Linked DNA regions of Gossypium hirsutum: regions 1 and 2 are each linked to region 3. The links are chromatin contacts, called in public Hi-C maps. All regions are on one chromosome and are shown on one strand. The core of a region is the stretch at or near the end of the contact, and the rest is flanking DNA. Distances in the headings are between cores, read along the strand shown.

Region 1 (4,438 bases), core at 154-2,653, 280 kb before region 3:
ATTTTTAGGGCCACATAGGCTCGATTTAAGGCCTATAAAAGTATTTATGCTATAATTAAGTTAGATTATCATATGTTAATATATAAATTGCATGTTTATTTTATTTCGATATTAAATGTTCTATTTTATACGGTAATGCTCCGTACCCCTAATCCAGCAATAGAGATGGGTTAGGGGTGTTACAAGGGATCATAATGTAGATAAGGAGGCTAAGCTTATTAAACCTAATATGAGACAGTGGAAGGTGGAACTTGTTACCTCTTTATTCACAAGGGAAGAGGCAGAAGCTATTATGCAAATTCCTTTTACGAGACACTCACGAGAGAATTGTAGGGTATGAAGTGGAGAGGCAACAGGAGAGTATACTGTAAGGAGTAGATACAGAAGGCTGCTGAAAAAGACCTTTAATCTTGATGACGAAACTAATGAAATTACATACAAAGCTTTCCTAAAAAACCTATGGCTTATAGACTTGCTAGTAAAAATCAAAATTACAAACTGGAGGGTTTCCAACAATTAAATTTTGACTTTTAGTAACCTAAAATTTAGATGAGTGTTCAATTTAGATTGGTGCCAATGGTGTAAAAGTGGAGCAGAGGCGCTGGAACATGCCTTTTGAGACTACCCTATAGTTAAAGAAGTTTGGGGTGAGCTAGGATTTCACGGAATTCAGGGGGGTAATGGGAGAAAATTTCAAGCAGTGGATAGGGGAAATGCTTACCAGAAGCTCGTACCATCAGAAAAAGCTTATTTTTTTGTATTTGGGACATATGGATATGATTAAATAAAGCCTTGCATGAGGGGCTTAATCAATCAACAGTACAAACTGTATAGTTTATTAAGGCATATCTTAGTGACTAGGATAGGGTAAATAGTAGAATACTTGAGACATTGGCTTATTTGCAGGCAGTTCAAACGGGGCTAGAGCTCAAGTATAGACAGGTAATAATTGAAGGTGATGCTCTCATTGTTATAAGAAAGGTCCAACGCAAAGAAGAAGACAGATCCATAATAAGCCCTTATATTGTAGACATAAAATCCCTTAAAAAAATGTTCAACAGATGTTGTTTCAAGAAAATATCTAGAAATGGAAATGGAGTTTCACATGCGGTTGTCAGGGAGGGTTTGAATCGAAAAGAGTTGACTTACCTAGATGGAGGAGTACCGGAATCGGCAGCAACAATAGTGGCAGAAGATAGTAGAAGTGTTGAAGGTTTGAGAAATTTTCTGGCATAGGAAAGTTTATTGTAAGGAGTCTAGGGATTCTGATTATTCTTGGTTGCTTGAGGAAGGTAAAGAGACATGTCTAATGAAGCTGGGCATTGGGGCTTTCGAAAAACGAGGCTTAGCTGGAACTTAGTTGTTTTTTTGGTTTATTTGGGCTTAGTAGATTCAATTAATTTGATTTTGACATTTTACGGATAGTTAGTTTGTTTTATTTTGCTTTCAAGTAGGTGTAAAAATGGTTGAACAGACCCTAATTATTTATGAAAGTCCAGAGTATTTCCAAAAAATATCGAAATAAATTAAAAGTTCCATAACAATCCAAAATAACTTATTTACTTAACCAATGCTAATTGTATATATTATACTCTACCATAAAGGTAGTTATATTTTCAAAGCTTAAGGTTACGTATCAATGTATATAGCATTACATATAATTAATAATCTACCTTAATTATATAATTCTAATTGTATATATTATAATCTATTATTGTTTTGCGCATTCTCTTTGGTTCAAATCTAATCGTATGCTGGTAGATCTCCACCCTTTTGTTCTACACATATGTAGTATGTATGTATTTGTATCTTGTTAATGCGTAGCTGTAAACTCAAAATTATATAGGGTTTTTCTATATATTTTTACCATCTTTTTACTTAATAAATATGTTAATCTTGAATAATTGTTATTAAAATAAGTGAATTTTACTTAATTATTAATATTAGACATGAATTTATAAAGTATGTGAAATTATGCTTAATTACATGTTTTTTGTGCATATTTTATATTATTTCATGTTAATTTATTAATATGTGATTTTTCACTATGTAGGAGGACCATTGAAGATGTAATTAATATGAATGAAACATGGACATGCACAAATCAATTCATGTGGATGGCAAGACCATGTAAACTGGGTCATGTTTAACATGTTTGTGCCTTAGTCAATCACGTTTTCAATTAAAATTAAGATAAATTTCATTCATACGTGATTGGGTGCATTCAGATTAGCTAAGCGATCCTAACCAAACGACGGCTAGTAGGCACATAATTGAAAAGTGCAATGCTCAATTTAAATCATTAAACCCGACTAAGTTGAGGTTCATAATATCTTTAGTTAGCTCTATAATATTGCATAGTTTTTAGGTTTATTTGATTAAACTGTTGCAAACGTAAATGTCCCTGTGACCTCGCATAAATAGTAAGAAACATATAGTTCAATATGATCAGTAAAATGCATATTTCACTAAGTAAAAGATCCAAGAGGACTTAATTTGGATTCCAAACTCATGAAAGATCGAGTTGCCGTAGAATGTTTTCTGAACATTGTTAAGAATGATGAAAATGAATTGAGTTGATTAATATAATTATCCTAGCCTATTTTATGTTTATTGTTTTTGTTGCTAAAGTCAGTCATTCATACATTTAGATAATTTGCATTTAGAGTTAAATTGTATAGGGATCAATCTTTGCATCTAATTAATTTCACTTAATCTAAACATCAGCATTCAAATTATTTTGTTTTTATACCAAATTGTGAATTTATAATTTTACAAATAATCGATTAACATACACAGTCCCTATAGAGACAATAACTCATTTTACTTACTTATTACTTGAACTGACTGTGTACACTTGCACAAACCTCGGTACAAGTTTTCGATGCCGTTGCTGGGGACTGTTGCCTTAATCATTCTTTGTGAAATTATTTTCGTAGTTTAGTTTTTAATTAATTTCTAACTTTACAAATCTATTCTTTATTCTTTATTTGTGATTTATTTATTTGGTGTGTATAAGCATAGATCGAATCATCGATCTATTACCTGTAGACCTGGAAATTGAGCGAACATTTAAACTAAGAAGACGCAAGAGATTTTCTCAAAGACAAGTCAAGATGGACCTTGAAAATCAAAATGATGGACAAGGTAATGGAGTCAATCATATGCTTAACCCAATCCTATTGCTAATGATAGAGATCGTGCCATAAGACAATACGCTATGCTAGTAACAACCCAATTTTTCGTGGTGTCAGAAATAATGGCTCGAAACCACTAAATCTGACAAGTGAGTTTGAAAATTTTATTATTTATTATTTATGAGTCAAGTGTGATTTTAGAAAGATTTTTGAATTGGTGATTTGTGTTTTAGAAGGATTTAATTGGTACAATGGTTTAGAAAATGAGGTATAGAGACCTTAATTTTATAAATTGAGCCGTAAATATTTTTATAAATATTTACAGAGTGTCATTAAGTTAGTATTAAAGTTTCGTTAGGAAATTTTAACATTTTGATATTTAATTAATTAAAAATTGTGCAAAACTTGCTAAAGTGATAAAATAGCCTAAATGTTAAAAGAGGAAGGACTTGAAGGGTAAATCAGCCTAAAATAAGAGGCTGGACAGCATGAGTGTAGAAAAATCATAAAATTAGTGTAAACAAAGGGTAAAATGGGAAATGAAATAAAACTTAATAGTTAAAAATAGAATTTAATTGAATATCTAGACATTTCTTCATAATTCTCAGCCAAAAAATAACATTGAAAAACCCTTAAGAAGCTGGTTTTCATATTTTGCTACATGTCAGTTCAATTCTTGAAATTTTTGTGTTTTTAATACTTTTGCAACTAGGTCCAACTATCTAATTCATTAGATTTTGATTTTATGAGTAATCTTGAAAGTTACTATTGATGAGTGCTGGATGTTTATGATGAATTAACATGGATTTGAAGCTTTAATTTTGCCATATGATGATTTTATCAAGTGATTTCAAGGGAAATTGATTTTAAGACCAAATTGCAAAAAAGATTAAATCTTAGGGTTTCGTATTAAATTCTATTGATCAAAGGCTATGTAATATTTTAGAATATTTAGATAGAGTGTTACTTGAGAAAAATTAGCTTATTTGATGGGATAATTGGTGAGGGACTAAATTGCAAAAACTATAAAAGTTAAGGTAATTGTTCAATTTCAAAAATTGAGCGGTATAAATTGTGAAGTGAATTAAAATTGAAACATGTGCTAATGAATGAATAATTTTACATTTTAGATCAAGAGCCCGTAGATCAACGAGATAAAGAGAAATTAGCAGAATAGTCCCTAACTACCACAAACTTAAAATTTAGCCCAGGTAAGTTCGTATGGTTAAATTTTAATGTTATATGTTGATTGATTAATGGTATTTTGTATTTATTCGTAACATTTGTTGAAAATAAAATTA
Region 2 (4,725 bases), core at 832-3,331, 400 kb after region 3:
CAACCCTTTATATTTCCGTTTGCTAGGGTGGACAAATATTTTTCCATATCTTCCTAATTTTTAAATTTTGGATTAAGCTCCCATAGATAATTGTTTCCATTCAACCAGACGCTGTAAAAAATCCATAACCTGCAAGAAAGGAAAGATTATGATCAAGTTACCAAAACAAAAATAAAATAATACTTGTTTGTGCTAGTTTTGGAACTTACCTCATCTGGTTCTTGTAAAGAATATGATGCATTGGTGTCTTTGGGGTACTTTGAGACAAGAATTCCGAAACCTTGTCCTCTGTCTCTCAATATCTAATAACAATGGGAAAAAAACACAACTGTTAGCACAAGATCTACAAGTTTAATAAAGCAAAGACATGCCTTGCCCTTAATTTTGAGCATTGGATACCTTAAATGCATCTTCATCTGTGCGATCATCTCCGATATAGACAGGGAAAACATCAGTACAGTTAGCGAATCCTATAAAAAGATGTTTATAATAACTGTTAGTACACATACTCCCGTCAATACATCAAATATTATTTATATTTAAAAAAAAAAACAACTTACCAAGAGATTCTAATAAAATTTCAAGGGCTTTCCCTTTGTCCCATTTAATAGTAGGACGGATTTCAAGAACCTTTCTACCTTGAGTTAGTCGTAGCTTGGGGTACTCCTTTAAAACTGAATTAACCTGTTGTGCCAGTTCACTCCATTTCTGTTGTTTTGAAGCAAAGGGTCAAGTGCCAATAAAATAGTCGGAATAATTCTAAGTTAATAATAGTAATTTGGCTTTTTTTATTACCTTTTCATCAACACAACGGAAGTGTACAGAGAGACAGAACTTGTTGTTCTCCACCTTAGCTCCTGGAGTTGATTTGGTGGTCTCAACCAATTGTTTGTAAACCTCGTCAATCATGGGAAGAAATTCATTTGCTGGTTGGAAAAGAACATGTTCTGTCACTTTGTCAGTTTTGGAACGTTTCTTTGGCCCTTTAATGTCCATGCCATGACTTCCAGCGTAGTACAGTTCAGCTAATTTCACAAATTTATACACCTACAATTTTGCAAAAAAAAATGAAAAAATATATTCAAGTTCGGGGGAAAAAAGTTGGGCGTTTTTTTTTAGAATAAAATTTGTGGCCTGGAAATGTACCTTGTCTCTGCATCTGCCACTAACTATGGCAGTAGGAAAACACTTTGCTAGCTTTCTCACTGTCCTTCTCATCTGGTGTACATAAGCATGAAAAAGTTAAGTATTGATGAAAATACCCAAAAGGGTTATACAAAGGTTAACCATAGTTTTATATAAGACAAATAGGCAACCTTGTTGGACATGAAAGCTCGATCTGGATCCTCAACAATTGGTGAAAGTGTGCCATCGTAGTCCAGAAACATTACTATTTGTTTCCCTTTCGATGCATCTATTATCTGCTCAAACATCTCCAGGGCAGATGGATGGTGTAGCTACAAAACAAATCAGAATCTTTGTTGGGTTGAAGAAAGAGCAAACCCACTTTTTGTTGAAGGGTTGAATAGCTTTAGAACTTACATTCCAGGAACCTTGATCATTAGGTGTGGATTTTTTATGAGTTGGTGAAGAAGCTCTCATGGAATCAACCCATACACTAGCTCTTGCCCCAGCATTGATTTCAAGGTTGTGCAGCAACCTCTTTGTTGAAATGGAGATATAACCATGAGGTGCTGGCGGCTTTTGAGCTGATACTGTCACTGTGATTGACATGTTGAGGACAGATTTTGCATCAGTCATTATATTTTGACCACCACCACCCATATTCTTTGCTCTCTCTTCTAAGAAACTCACTATAACAAAACAAAGCATTTTTAGTAAAAAGCTACCTTAAAAACTAAAAAGTCCACAGTTCTCAATAGGTCCCCAAAATACAGAATAACAACAATAAAGAACTTACCCATTTGTGGATATTATGGCGTCTAAAAAGAACCAAGTGTTAAGATGTTAATGTGAAGGTAAAGAGGAGGAGGAGGAGGAGGAGATTTGAAACAGAGGAGTATACAGAGTACTCAAAGGAAGAATAGGCAGAGAAATATGAAGAAGAGAATGTATGTGAGAGAGACAGAAGGGGATTGAAAGCCCATTTTATAGCAAACCAGACACAAAGCGACGAAACAAACTAACTATGCCTCTCTCCTAAATGTGGGACCCACCGTCCTCCATGACCATATCCTGAGTTTTTGCTTTAAGGGGCTCCACCGCCACGTGGTCCCACAATCCAAATCCCATGCCTTTGTTGAAACAGCCGTCTTTAGCCTTAGCAGTGTGAAGTAAAAAGGCAGTTTTAACAGGCTGCTAGCAGTTATGCCATGGACCATAGCCTTGGATGGCTCGCATCATATGGGTTTGTGCCACCTGTGCTCACCAAATCGCATCATTTAGCTTGTTAGGTCTGTTCTTTAGTTCTCTATGCAAAAGTTTTATTAATAAATAAATCCTCTTTAAAACTTCACATGAAGCTAGTCAGTATATCTAATTTGATCCAATAGAAAATTATTGTTGTGTTTCTATTGGCTGAATCTAGTCCAGTCTTGAAAATTGAGACAGAACAGTGCCCAGCTCTGCCCAATGTTGGGGCTCATTTAATTAATTAATTATTGTTTATAGTTTATCCTCATTTTCTCTGCTCTTTTGTTTCTGTAAGTGGAAGCATCAGTCGATTACCATTACTTGCATGCCAAGGATGTGATTTACGGTACGAGATTCTATATATCCCTCGCTTACTCAACTTGTTCAACAATTGTCGATTAATTTCAACATAATAATTTGAGATTCATAAAGAAATTTCCTAACATCGGTTTAATCTAATCAAACAATCATGTTTAATTCAAGAAACGGGGAATTGATTCTCCAACCCCTTTGACTGGAAGATGTTTTGAATCTCATATTCTGTATAAGAGATTCTTATATTAAAATTTTCTTAATTCGCTGTGGTTCTTTTATTTCTTAATTAAGTTAAAAAATTTTGGTAATTCACGACAATATATCTGAAATAGAAAGATTGGAGAATCGAAGTCAAATCCCATAATCAGCAATCAATGTAAACGGTCCAAGTCTACAAACAACACTTTGCTTTCTTCTACATATTTTATCTAGGGATGTTGTTGTGCTAAGTGAACTGAATTATACTCAAATTATGCGTACTTTTAAGATAAATATTCCATATTTGGAGTTTTGGAATATTCGGACCGTTTCTTTTTCTTTTTGCTAGGCAGCCGGTTTTCTTTTAATTAAATATTAACTATTTGGTTAAATTATGCTATTAGGCCATGCACTATATGTAAGTTGCAAATTTAGTTTCTATGTGACCCAGTTGTTGGATCCAAATATAAAATATTATATTCTGTTGCCGAAACAACTTACTTTTCTATCTTACTTTATCAAAATGGAAACATAATGGTAAAATTATTTTATAAAAATTTTTGCAGCATTTTTGCCTATTTTATGTTAAAAAAAAACCCTTGCAAAATTTAGATTTCACAATATATCAACATTTAAATCATCTCCCAAATCAATTCCCAACACTTAGATTTTTCGAAACATACCAATAAACTAGGTTTCTATGCTTTACTATTTCATTAAAACAAAAATTATAAAATACTAGCAAAGAAAACATAACGAAAATATTTAAATTCAGTTTACAACACAACATTGTATATATATAGACAAGCCTAGGTACATGTCATTTATATTATAAAGTCAACTTTTCACCAACATTGTTTGAGTTAATCTTCGATTCTTTAGATGATGTTGGAATGACCTACCGAATCTAACTACTTGCACACAGAAAATAAACAAACCGTACGCTAAATATTTTTTTATGCTCAGTGGTGCTAATATCATATAAATCATTACATAAATATTGAATACAAATTAATTGATAGAAATAAATTAAAACTTGATTAAAAATATAATTAATAACATCACAATAAAAGGACTATTCTAATATTAATAAACTTTAATATTATGATATTGACAAATCGAATAAAAAAAAGCTTTTTAATCAAATTTAAAATCGCATAATTAATTTAATTCGCACAATATAGATCCTCTTATTTTCTACTGTATTTATTTTTTCAACAAATGATGGGGTTCGAGTCACACAATCTCTAATATTTATCATTTCAGTTTCATTTCATGTTCAAATCATATATCGCCTAATATAAAATTAGGCTTCCAATACAAAACGTGCTATACATTTGCTTGTTCAACCATTTGAAATATTAATATTTAAATTCAACTCAAAATCTTGAATTTATTAATTTATCATTGAAATCATAGTTTTCAATTCAAATATAATCTTTTAAATACTAACTAAACCATTCAGAATCCATAAAAATAAAATTTATATAGTTAATCATAATTAAATAAATATTAAAAGCATTATGTAATAAAAATAAGATATTAGTGCAAATCGAAGTTTCAATCGCTTTGCTTCTTTTCTTGGCCTTTCTCCTTTAAGATGCTCGTTTCGTTTTTAGCTATAACAGGAGTAACTCAATACGAAACAATGACATTTATTCATTATAATCCTAAAAGTAATAATAACAAACTTAAATATGCATGGTTCATCAAGTTAACAACTAAAGTTTCCTATTCGAAATTCCAATTTCTTTCGACTCAATTATCCGTTTTCAATTCTGTCTTCATCAGAATAGTCACTGCTTCACAAGCTATCATTTAGTTCTAACATTACACAAA
Region 3 (4,583 bases), core at 1,239-3,738:
ATGAAATTTTATATACTTTTAATAAATAATAATTTTTTTGAGTTTTTATACATTTGGAATATATATTAGAATTTTATTATATTTTTTAATATATTTTTTTATAAGTTTTGATTTTTTTTTTTAGTTTCACTCTCACCCAAAATGAATTTAGACATAAAGTTATTTAAATTTATTTTATATATGCACATTTTAATTATTTTAAAAAATTATTTTAATTTTGTTGATCAGACACATCAATATACTGTCACGTGATAATTTTTGCTGGCTTCTATTTAACTTATGGTTTCCATTAACGAAAGAGACAAATAGTATATTTCCTCAGACAGGAAGTGAATAGTGTAGGTCCCATACTAAGGTTGAGGGATCCAGGATGACTAGTTATCAATACACTCGAATGAATTTGAAAAGATGATTATGGGCTCCTCTGAGATAGCATGTCATTATGACACGTGTCTAAGTCTAGATATGACAAATCTCCAGTTTATTTATCTTCTTTAAAGTATAAAGTAAAAATCAAAATGGAAAATTAAAAATGTTTTCTAAATTTAACAACCATTAAGAGTTGAAGCCAGAAAATTGGATGAGGACACGTTGTCCCGGTTTAGGTAATTTTTTAGAAAAAGTAGATGGTTTGATATCTCCCAACTCTTTCGAGCCAATGGCTGATGGTAACCAGCATTAAAAGAAAAAGATTTGAAAACTAGAAAATTTTGGGTTTTATTAATTTTTTTCATATGTTTATAATTTCTTTTATATTTTTATAATATTTTTAGTTTTAATGTGTTTAATAGTTTTTCTTATAATTTTATAATATGCTATATTTTTCGTAATCATATAGTTTTTATAATTTCCTATTAATATTTATTTTTATGTTTTGTACAATTTCTATAATTTTTATGATTTTTAAGAAATTTAAAGAGGATATATATATATTGCCATGTGGCACATTCTTGACATGCCACATGGTGAAGTAACCACCATTAAGGGCTTATACACAACTTGATAATTCAAGAGATTAATTGATTTTTTACATTCAGTTAAGGGCACATTTGAGCATTATTTTCGATTATGGTTGAATTGATTATTAAATTATTTTAGATGAGTTTTTGTTATATTAAGCTTCAAAATTGGGCTAATATTTGGATTATTTCTAATTTCATGCGAACAGGAGATTAAAAGTTTGTATTTAGGTTAATATGCCCCTAAATTTTCTTCTGATGTGGAATATAGTATATGTATAAAGAAAATGTCGAATTTTCTATTCCGCCATATATTGATGTAACCAAAGCTTCAACATTATTTAATTTACACGTCATTATATGATAAGTTTTAGATTTTGAATATAATTTTTACCGTTTAATTTTCAAAAAATAAGTTTGATTTTTTTTAAGTTTTTTTGAAGTTTTGTTTATTTCTTAAAAATAGAAATAAAAAGAAATTTATCAAATTTAATCAACATGTAAAAATTATATTCAAAATTCAAAACCGCGACATATTTCATTCATTGTTGTGAATGCAATGTGTAAATTAAACAATGTTATAGCCTTTGGGTACATTCATACACAGCAGAAATAGCACAGGTATCAAATTGGGCTTATAGGTACCGCATTGTACATGAGATGAAAGTTGAGGGGTCAAATGAGATTATTAAAAAGATAGACGTTGATTGCCAACAACTCTTATTCCACTTCCAGCGTCTGTATCTCATTTCTCCATTTGATTTGTTTTTCCATTTATAGTTAACACGCCTGCTAGCCATTCAATTGCAATGGCTCTTCCTCCCGTTTTAAACACCCTTTCATCCCAACCCCACACCCACAGCAAAACCCAAACGACTTGGCCGCCGCAGTGGGTTCCATCGGCAGATTTTCTCGGGGTGAAGACCTGAAGCCTTATTTGTACTTTGCTGAAGGGTGTAAGAACGGCAGTAGCTGTAAGTTCGTTCATGGAGATACAGCTACTACCGTTCTTACAAAACCCTCCAGCATGGTGGAAATTCAACAGCATTTTGTCCGCCTTTGAATGAAAACGAGAGATATTACTTGGAGGAGCTGAATCAGATATTCCATCAGATGTATATGTTTGGGGGCTTGCTATATTTTATTGCATTTGATAATGTAGCTATCATTTACAAGCAACATCCGAGATACACAAGGTAAACTTCTTCTCATTAGATTTACCTTCCTAACGTTTAAAGACAAAGGTACCAATGCCATTGTACGCTGTAATAATAATAGGTAGAAGTGGAGCAACATAATATATGTAGTGGATCAGCGGCTTTAATGTGTATTTTTTATCATTTCAACTAAAACTTAGCTCATTTTTACTTTTATATAAATTAATTTTTTACCAACATCATAACCTAGTTAGTTATAATGTACCGTTGCGAGCATCTATTGTAACTGTCTATGAGAAGATGCATGCAAACACTTATCAAATGATAGTTGTAAGATTTAAACCGACATAAGCCTGCGGGTATTTTTGATAAAGCAATAGAACCAAAAGCATAATAAAAACATAAAAAGAAAACAAAAATCACAGAGCAAAGGGTTTCCAGAGTAGCAGCCAATATTTCTCTTTGTAGTCCATGTCTTGAAGTATTTTCAAGACCCAAACTTAGCCCAATGGAGCCTAAAATGCTGTAGGTACAAAACACCCTCTTTATGAGATTATGTCCTAGGTGGACCCACTTAACTCCACTCGTTAAGCAAGGGATAAAGTGGGTAGTGGATTAGGTGCAAGATCCTTTTATATGGGTGGAGTGTGTTAACGCAGGACAAAGTAGACGGCACTTCCAAATGGCAACTCCGGTGAAAGTGCATGGCCCCCCATTGTCTACTGCTGTGTCTAGGGTCTTAGCTTGTCTCATTGAGAAAGATGTTCAATTCCAGCTTATTCCCGTTAACATGTCCAAGGGCGAGCACAAAAGTCCTGATTTCCTCAAGATCCAGGTACATACATATATGAATGAATTATCTGCTTCCTGAAATTGAGCTAAACTATTTTAATTCATGGCTTCGACAGCCCTTTGGTCAAGTACCGGCATTTCAAGACGAAAGCACCTCCCTGTTTGGTAATCAATCATTCCCGAACTTGCATTTTGTGGTTGGTACTTTTTGTTTGAGTATTGTGGCTAAGATTTTGATTTGGGAAATTGAATTTTGTAGAGTCACGGGCGATTTGTAGGTATGTATGTGAAAAGTATGCAGAGAAGGGGAACAAGGGATTGTATGGGAGCAACCCGTTGGCGAAAGCTTCAATAGATCAATGGTTGGAGGCAGAAGGGCAGAGCTTTAACCCCCCAAGCTCAGTTCTGGTATTCCAACTTGCATTTGCACCCCGAATGAAGATTAAGCAAGACCAATCCTTGATCAACCAAAACCACGATAAGCTGGCTAAAGCGCTGGAGGTGTACGAGAAAAGGCTAGGAGAAAGTCGGTTCTTGGCCGGGGATGAGTTTTCATTGGCAGATCTTTCCCACTTGCCTAACACACATTATTTGGTGAATGCTACTGATAGGGGTGAGCTATTCACTTCCAAGAAAAATGTAGGGAGGTGGTGGGCTGAGATTTCCAGCCGTGATTCCTGGAAAAAGGTCGTTGATATGCAGAAGCACAGCAGTTGATACAGCCTTGCTCTGTTAGCTCGCCTTTTCCTACATGCTACTCTTGTTGTTAAACTCTATGAGGGATTTGCTGTAATTCCTTCTTGTTATTGCCTTTGTTGTTTACTTTTCGAGATGATGGCATGATTAATGTATTTGGTTTTGAGAATCCGAGATATGATAAAGCTAATTTTATTAATAATTTAGTATTAGAAGAGCTTTAAAATTTATTTAAAATGTCAACTAGAAATTAATGTTCTTGTACCACATTTACTCTGCTATGGAACATTGTGAATTTGTGGAATGAGTTGGATCAGAAAACAGGGATGCCCCAATGATTGAATGTCATCATGAATGCTTGTTCAGGCCATTGAAGACGGTGTTTTCTCCTCTTAGAATGTCTCCCAGAACCTTTTGAGACAATATAGGGTAAAAAAATGTACCTGCAATACACATCATAACATCTCAGGAGAAATTCTTCATGCTTATAATTTTACATGCCGCCTGCTGCTAGACATTATAGCCCCAGTAATTGTAAATGAGAGCCAAATTTCTAGATCAATTTTAAGTTAAGATTCCTCTTAACGATATTTATAAAAACCTACTCGGGATGATGGATTCCCATAATTCATTAGCATATGAATCCTATTTAAGTTGATATTTGCAAGGTCAATGGATGTTAAGGCTCCAGGGTGGGATCATAAGCAGGAAATGAGAAAAGAATGATCTAAAAAAGAAAAAACACCATTTCCAGAAAAGTGAAGGGGCCAAATACAAAACCAGAGAATTATTTCGAACACCAAAACCCTGAAGTGCAGCGCCATCATCAAGGAGCTTCTCATTGTGGTGTGCTAGGCAGAAATTAGCCCAAACGTACCTCCTATAACCACAAAAATAAAAATTAATCTTCAAAAACAGAACTTTATAGTAAACGTAATTGCTCTGAAGTTTTTTTTTCTCTCTAATACATCAAAATGCC

The links. A called contact is a pair of places that touch in the nucleus more often than the background predicts.
Region 1: a Hi-C map of leaf shows a contact between it and region 3, with 1.7 times the contacts expected there. The contact joins the promoter of LOC107913667 here to the promoter of LOC107913663 in region 3. A contact is called at or near these places in 3 of 34 Hi-C or Micro-C datasets (leaf and seedling).
Region 2: a contact with region 3 is called in a Hi-C map of leaf, with 4 times the contacts expected there. The contact joins the promoter of LOC107913689 here to the promoter of LOC107913663 in region 3. A contact is called at or near these places in 6 of 34 Hi-C or Micro-C datasets (callus and leaf).

The regions. Positions count from the first base shown.
Region 1 is chrD11:35,594,855-35,599,292 of Gossypium_hirsutum_v2.1, forward strand. LOC107913667 (bifunctional UDP-glucose 4-epimerase and UDP-xylose 4-epimerase 1) reads right to left here and starts at 1,404. Exons shown (of 4, transcript XR_001688607.2): 1 at 1,150-1,404.
Region 2 is chrD11:36,283,542-36,288,266 of Gossypium_hirsutum_v2.1, forward strand. It overlaps LOC107913689 (probable trehalose-phosphate phosphatase J), which reads right to left and starts at 2,082. Exons shown (of 9, transcript XM_016842348.2): 1 at 1,922-2,082; 2 at 1,543-1,721; 3 at 1,317-1,457; 4 at 1,147-1,218; 5 at 796-1,047; 6 at 561-708; 7 at 400-470; 8 at 210-302; 9 at 1-129. The coding sequence starts at 1,925. The coding sequence ends at 73.
Region 3 is chrD11:35,878,641-35,883,223 of Gossypium_hirsutum_v2.1, forward strand. LOC107913663 (glutathione S-transferase F8, chloroplastic) reads left to right here and starts at 2,489. Exons shown (of 3, transcript XM_016842313.2): 1 at 2,489-2,951; 2 at 3,025-3,073; 3 at 3,168-3,773. The coding sequence starts at 2,799. The coding sequence ends at 3,625. It also overlaps the pseudogene LOC107913664.